2 separate regions of the Mus musculus genome follow, and region 2 is linked to region 1. Evidence: chromatin contacts called from public HiChIP or PLAC-seq data. All regions are on one chromosome and are shown on one strand. Each heading gives the region's core, a stretch centred on a gene start, on an enhancer-like site or on the middle of the called end of the contact. The rest is flanking DNA. Distances are from core to core; before and after follow the strand shown.

Region 1 (3,069 bases), core at 223-2,722:
GCAATAAAACAACAACAGTAGAAAACTTTAACCCATCCCTCTCCACACATCTGGAGCAGTGGTTCTCAACCGTTCTAATGCCGCATGCCTTTAATACAGTTAGTTCTTCATGTGGTGACCCCAACTGTAATTATTAATAAAAATATTATTGCTATTGCTATTGGTTAAGAGTATTTACTGGTCTTCCAGGGGGCACATGTTACATGTTTCATTCCCAGCATTCAATTTAGGGGCTCACATCTACCTGTTGCTCCAGCCCAGATGATCAGACACCTTCTTCTAGCCTTTTTGGCAGGTACCTGATCACACACACGTACACACCACATACAATTTAAAAACAAAACAAATCTTAAAATAAAAAAGAAAGAAAGAAAGAAAGAAAGAAAGGAAGGAAGGAAGGAAGAAAAGAAAAAAGTTCTTAATATCATGTAGTATGCTAGCTGTTTGTTAATACCCGCTGTATGTTACTATCCATGACTGTAATGTCACATAGTATCCTGGCTATATGTTACTATCCGTGACTATAATGTCACATAGTATCCTGGCTATCTGTTACTATCCATGACTGTAATGTCACATATTATCCTGGCTATATGTTACTATCCATGATTGTAATGTCACATAGTATCCTGGCTATATGTTACTATCCATGACTGTAATGTCACATATTATCCTGGCTATGTATTAACAGCCATGAGTGACCTCAGAATGTTTGTTATACTTGTTGCTACTGCTTCTTTGGCCAGGATCCCAATTCTTTTCTCATCTAGAATCATTCTATGCAACACAATTTTTTTCTCATTGTTATTTGGATTTTATTTCCCCTGTCATCGGAGATTTTATCTGCTAGCTTTCTCCTTGGTAGTGTGCTGCAAAATTACCCGCTCTGATCGGCTTTTTAACAATGTTCTCAAAAAAACCAAAAAAACAAAAAAAAACAAAAACAAACAAACAAAAAAAAAACAAAACCTCTATCCCTTCCAGTCACAAGCTCTACCCTCTCAAAGTCGCCAGTTTAAAGACTAAATGGAAGCAAGCCTAGGGCTAGGCCACCCATGGAGGATGAGGTCATGTGACTGCTATAGCATCTCTCTGCAAAGACTAAAGGAAACAGCAGGCACCACCAACTGCACGGCTGCTAGACACCATGCGTCTCCACACAAGCTGTCTAACGCCCACAGCCCACAGCATTTGCTGAACCCGGCGTGGCCACCAGGGTTTCAGAGAAAGGCAGAGAGAAGCCGAGACGCTGAAGGAGACTATAGCTGCTGCCCCACCCAGGATGGAGTTATACTCCTAACCCAAGGTCATCCCGAAATAGCATGGACCAACAATGCGCTTGCTCATCTCATAGTACAGCAGAGTACTATTTGCCCCCATGACCCAGTATCTAAGTGGGGTGTGATACAGCGAGTGAGAAAGTGCGGTGTCATCAGCCTGGGAAATGACTATGATTCAAAAGGCAGTTTCTACTGAATGAGTATCAAATTCACATCACCCTAGCTGCAAAACTGAAAGTAGATTGCTTGTGGTCAGGGAGTGTGTAGTGCCCATATTTCCCCTGCTTCTTACATCATAACCTGCCCGGACTGTTGTTTCCTAAGCACGAGTGCTCAGCAGATCATTCAATAGCCAAGCCTTTCTTTTGTGATCGTTAACAAACTGAATGATTGACACTTAGAGAAATTCTGTCATGTTATCTACAGGGCCGCCAACCACAGCCCCTGAATTCAAGCAACCATCTCTAAGAATAGGGGATCCTTGGGCAGGAGAGATGGCTCAACAATACTGGCTTCAGAAGCAAGAGAGCCAGAGTTCAGGTCCCAAAGCCTGTGTAAATGACAGGCGAGACATGGTGAGTCACTTCCAACTCCAGTCTCAGAAGCCAAAAGACAGGAGATCCCGGGCGCAAGCTGGCTAGCCAGACTGACCAACCCAGGAAGCTCTGGGTGTGAGTGAGAGACCTTGTGTGATGGTTTGTATATGCTTTGTCCAGGGAGTGGCACTATTAGGAAGTGTGGCCTTGTTGGAGTAGGTGTGACACTGTGGGTGTGGGCTTAAATACCCTAGTGCTAGCTGCCTGGAAGTGAGTCTTAAACTAGCAGCTTTCAGATGAAGATGTAGAACTCTCAGCTCCTCCTGTACCAAGCCTGCCTGGATGCTGCCTTGCTCCTGCCTTAATGATAATGGACTGAACCTCTGAACCTGTAAGCCAGCCCCAATTGAATGTTGTCTTTATAAGACTTGCCTTGGTCATGGTGTCTGTTCACAGAAGTAGAACTATGACTAAGACATCTTGATCAAAAAGCAAGGTGGGGAGCAGTTAAGGAAGCCTCCAGCCATTACTCTTGGGCCTCCAAACATGCTTTGTTTACATACACATGTGCTCCCACCCATATACAACACAGTCACACACATGCACAGATACACACTGTGTAAAAAAAAAAAACATATAAAGCATAGAGAAGCCTCCATGGTAGACTGAGGGTGGTGGCCTGAGGGGGCAGTCACTTCTTTCTTGGGACATCGCCCATTGAGGGTGGCTCTTCTCATTGATCCAGTAGTATAAGGAATGAATTGGTTGTGTTGAAATGAATGAATGAGCCTCCAACCTCTTCCAAGAATGTTAATTAACCTTGAGAAATACTCTGCCTTTAAAATTTTTACAGTAAGGGCCAAAAGTGGTTAAAAGGCACATTAGTTAATTTTCCATCGCGGTGACAAAATAGGTGAGGAAAACCCAACTTGATGGATTTGTTCTGACCCCAGGTTCAGAGGGTTGAGTCTGTGGCTGACTGGCTCCACTGAGCTCAGCTTGAGGGAAGGAAGGAAGGAAGGAAGGAAGGAAGGAAGGAAGGAAGGAAGGAAGGAAGGAAGGGCAGCAGTGGAGAGGCTAGATAGATCAGAGGTGTTCACCTCAGGCCGGTCGGGAAGGAGAGACAGAGAGACAGACAGAAACAGAGACAGACAGAGGCAAATAGAGACAGGGAGAAAGACAGAGACAGAGATGGACAGAGACAAAGAGAGACAGAGACTGACAGAGACTGACTTGGCAGTCAAGAAGCAGAG
Region 2 (3,069 bases), core at 259-2,758, 360 kb before region 1:
TCCTGACTTTGATAAGTGCACATCTGCTAGGACTATGGGTTTGTAAATGTATTGTTTCTGGGAGCATATTGTAGAGAATTTAGGTAGTTTACAGTTTATGTGGCTATTGTTTTTGTCCCCCCTCTTCTGTGCCCCCCCCTTTGGCAATTTGGGAATCTGAAATACTATTAGAATTATGCACAAGTTTAAAAAGCTAAAACCCTACTGTAATTCTTAGAACCTTAAGCTGCTAGTTGGCTTCACAAAACTAGGAACAAGAGACAGTTTTCTGAAATTGAGTCTTAGACCAAATCTTGTAGATGGTGGTTTTGGACGTTGCTAGCCAGGCTGTCTGACTGGCATTATTTATGTTGTATAAAGTCCCAGAGTGACAGCAAGAGCAGCTCTGCTTGCCAGCAGAGTGGCTGCCTTCCCTCCAGGCCGTTACTTTACAGCAAGGCCAGCAGCCTGAGCATTTGGAACTCATTTCCGCAGGGTGCTGCCCAGCTGGCTACGGAGCCTGCTGTTTTATGTCAGTAGTGATTTGTGGGTGGTATGCAAAAGGCTTAACAAAGCAGTTTTTTAAACTTCAAATTTTTTCTTGGTTCTATAAAACACTGTATGTTCACAACCTAGGTACTCAGATGGAGACCTCACCCTCATCTATTCTGGAGGTGATGAGTGTAGCTCTGGCTTCCAGAGGATGAGTGTCATAAACTTTGAGTGCAACAAAACTGCAGGTGAGTGTGTGTGTGTGTGTGAGTGTGTGCTGCCCACCCCTGCTTTGTGTGTGTGTGCACTGCCCACCCCTGCTTTGTGTTAGTGGCTTGTGTGTGTACCCAGGTGTCTTCCTGGAAGTGGGGTGCTGAGTAGGGAGTGAGTTGGCTGCCTTTGGGCCTGGCCACCTTCAGTCCTCAGGGTTTTCTGTTGCAGTAATCCTCTCCCTTCTCTTCCCCTCCAGGATGCATACATACATCCTGTTTCCATCTTTCTCTGCTCTCCATGTTTGTTTTGGGAATCTGCCCAGCCCTGGGTTTGCTGGGAGAGTCTGTGTCTTGGACTCTGCTTCAGGCACACTCAGCAGAGGAGGGAGGCCCGGTGGAGGCGGCTTTGGCTTCAACCAGCAGCTTCAAGTGTGTCCACCTTCTCATTTAACAATCTTTTCAGAGTGATGGAGTGGTAGAGTTTGAATTTGGAAATCTTGGGATGTTACTGGAAGAGTCCAAGCTGAGGTCATGCCTTCCTTTGGGTGACTAGAAGCACCCCTGAGTCACTGGCTTGTCTACTTTTCATGTCCTGATATTAGGTATTCCTGGCACCTGTAGAGGGATGATAAAGTTAGAGATCTGTCTTGTTTAAGCTCCTTTGGCTCTGTCTCAGGCACCCCTGGCTGACTTGCTTCTGCACTAGGCTCTCATCCTGTGGCTGGGCCTGGTTTCCATTTTCATTTGTATGCAATTGGCCCAAGCTCTCATTGCCTGTTGCCCTTGAGTGTGTTTGTTTTGTATGTTTCTATGGTCAACCTTGGACGATTTGATCATGGTCCAGTTCCTGTGTGATTCATAGTAGGATCTGGAAGCAACCACTGTGCCTAGAGTTAAGTTCTCACAAACTTGCTAGTTTTTAAGCAGAGGGTAGGTTAGGAGCTGGACTAGGGGGCTCTGAACCACAAGACTCAGAGGACCCTGAGGGCTGTGGCTTACTGGGGCCTTCTTTTTCCATTGACTCTTTCTTATCACTTACAGAGCTTGCATGCTTTCATGCCTGTTTGCTAAGGCACTCTCCACAGGGTCCTGATGGTGACAGATGGCTCCCTGGGAGTTCACAGGCTAGAAACAGAGATAAGGGTTTTTATGGCTGAGCACAGGGTATAGTGCTAAGGCAGAAACACTGACTGCAGAGTTTTGTTATCTGGAGTTCTAGGTCATTCAGGTCAGTGTGGTTGTGGACAGGGGGAGCTGGTACTGGGGTAGCCAAGGGACAGATGGCCAGAGGAGATGTTGCTTTAGCTGCCCGATGGTGAAGCGCGTGTACTGTAGGGAAGCTCACTCCCATCTTCCGTAGGGTGAAGCCATCTCTGTATGGCTGTAATGTGCCCCTGGCTGAGTGAGAAAATAGACTTTTTGTTGGGTGCCTCTCCACACCCACATCCAGTTTCCTTCTGCTCACTTCTTTGGAATGGGCCTTAGGCGACTTGCTTGGAATTCTGGATCCTGTTCTGTCCCTGGGCCACAAAGCCTGCTGTTGCTTCTGTGTCCTCAGCCAGCGGACACCAGGCTGGGTGCTAGCTTCTCTGATCTGGTCTCTCTTGCTGCTTGAGTCACTGTCAGGTGCTGTGACTCCCCAAGTCTTTTCTGCCTCAACTTTGCTTCCTGTAGTCTTGCTCAGGGCTTTTACTAAAGCTTGAGCTGAGGGCTCGTTTTGGGACGCTGGGAAGGTGGATTGATAAACCAGGAGAGGACAGGTCAGAGGATAGAAGATTGATAGACTTATTTATTGTTGAGACCATGACAACGTGGAACTAAAGTCCACTGAGTTAAGATTGGAATTTAATGCAAAAGCCTTTTGTTTTTCATCTTAACTTTTTATTACAAAAGTTTTCAGATATGCAAGTAGGAAGAACATTATAATGAAGTTTATACAGTTGTCTCTATAACCGTGGTTCTCAACCTGTGTGTCATGACCCTTTCACAAGCGTCACACATCAGTACCCTGCAGAGCAGATATTTACATTACAGTCATAACAGCAGCAAAATTACAGTTACAAAGTAGCAACGGAATAATTTTATGGTTGGGGTCAGAACATGAGGAACTGTATTAAGGAGTAACAGCATTAGGAAGGTTGAGAACCATGGCTCTAAAACAATCATTAATGTTTTTCCACATTTGTTTTGCTTTAACTGTTACTGTCTGGCTCATATTCCACTTGGGATGAGTTTGCTTTTGGTCGTCCAATCCTAGTGATTTAGTTCAAGACTTTATAGAAATTACACTTGAGAACTCATTTGCTTTTGGCTATAAAACCTAATTTCCCCTTTCCTTAGAACATGAAACTGCTCAGACACACCTCAAAGATACAGGCAGACACAT

Evidence for each region. HiChIP or PLAC-seq counts read pairs in DNA pulled down with a chosen protein or histone mark.
Region 2: an HNF4G HiChIP or PLAC-seq map of pancreatic cancer cells shows a contact between it and region 1. The contact joins two enhancer-like sites. A contact is called at or near these places in 2 of 39 promoter capture datasets (both in the HPC-7 cell line) and 1 of 115 datasets of contacts at active chromatin or transcription factors (pancreatic cancer cells).

Annotation. Positions count from the first base shown.
Region 1 is chr17:12,362,629-12,365,697 of GRCm38.p6, reverse strand. The region is part of intron 1 of Gm41527 (a long non-coding RNA gene); the gene reads left to right. Among named protein-coding and RNA genes, the nearest start is that of Gm41527, 6.2 kb to the left of the region's middle. Within about 2 kb of position 1,472, at least 91 of the 459 cell types and tissues checked have an H3K27ac peak or open chromatin away from gene starts, as enhancers often do. A contact at or near this core is called in pancreatic cancer cells, where this site is marked.
Region 2 is chr17:12,722,965-12,726,033 of GRCm38.p6, reverse strand. It overlaps Igf2r (insulin-like growth factor 2 receptor), which reads left to right. Exons shown (of 48, transcript NM_010515.2): 10 at 616-719. Among named protein-coding and RNA genes, the nearest start is that of Airn, 17 kb to the left of the region's middle. Within about 2 kb of position 1,508, at least 149 of the 459 cell types and tissues checked have an H3K27ac peak or open chromatin away from gene starts, as enhancers often do. A contact at or near this core is called in pancreatic cancer cells, where this site is marked.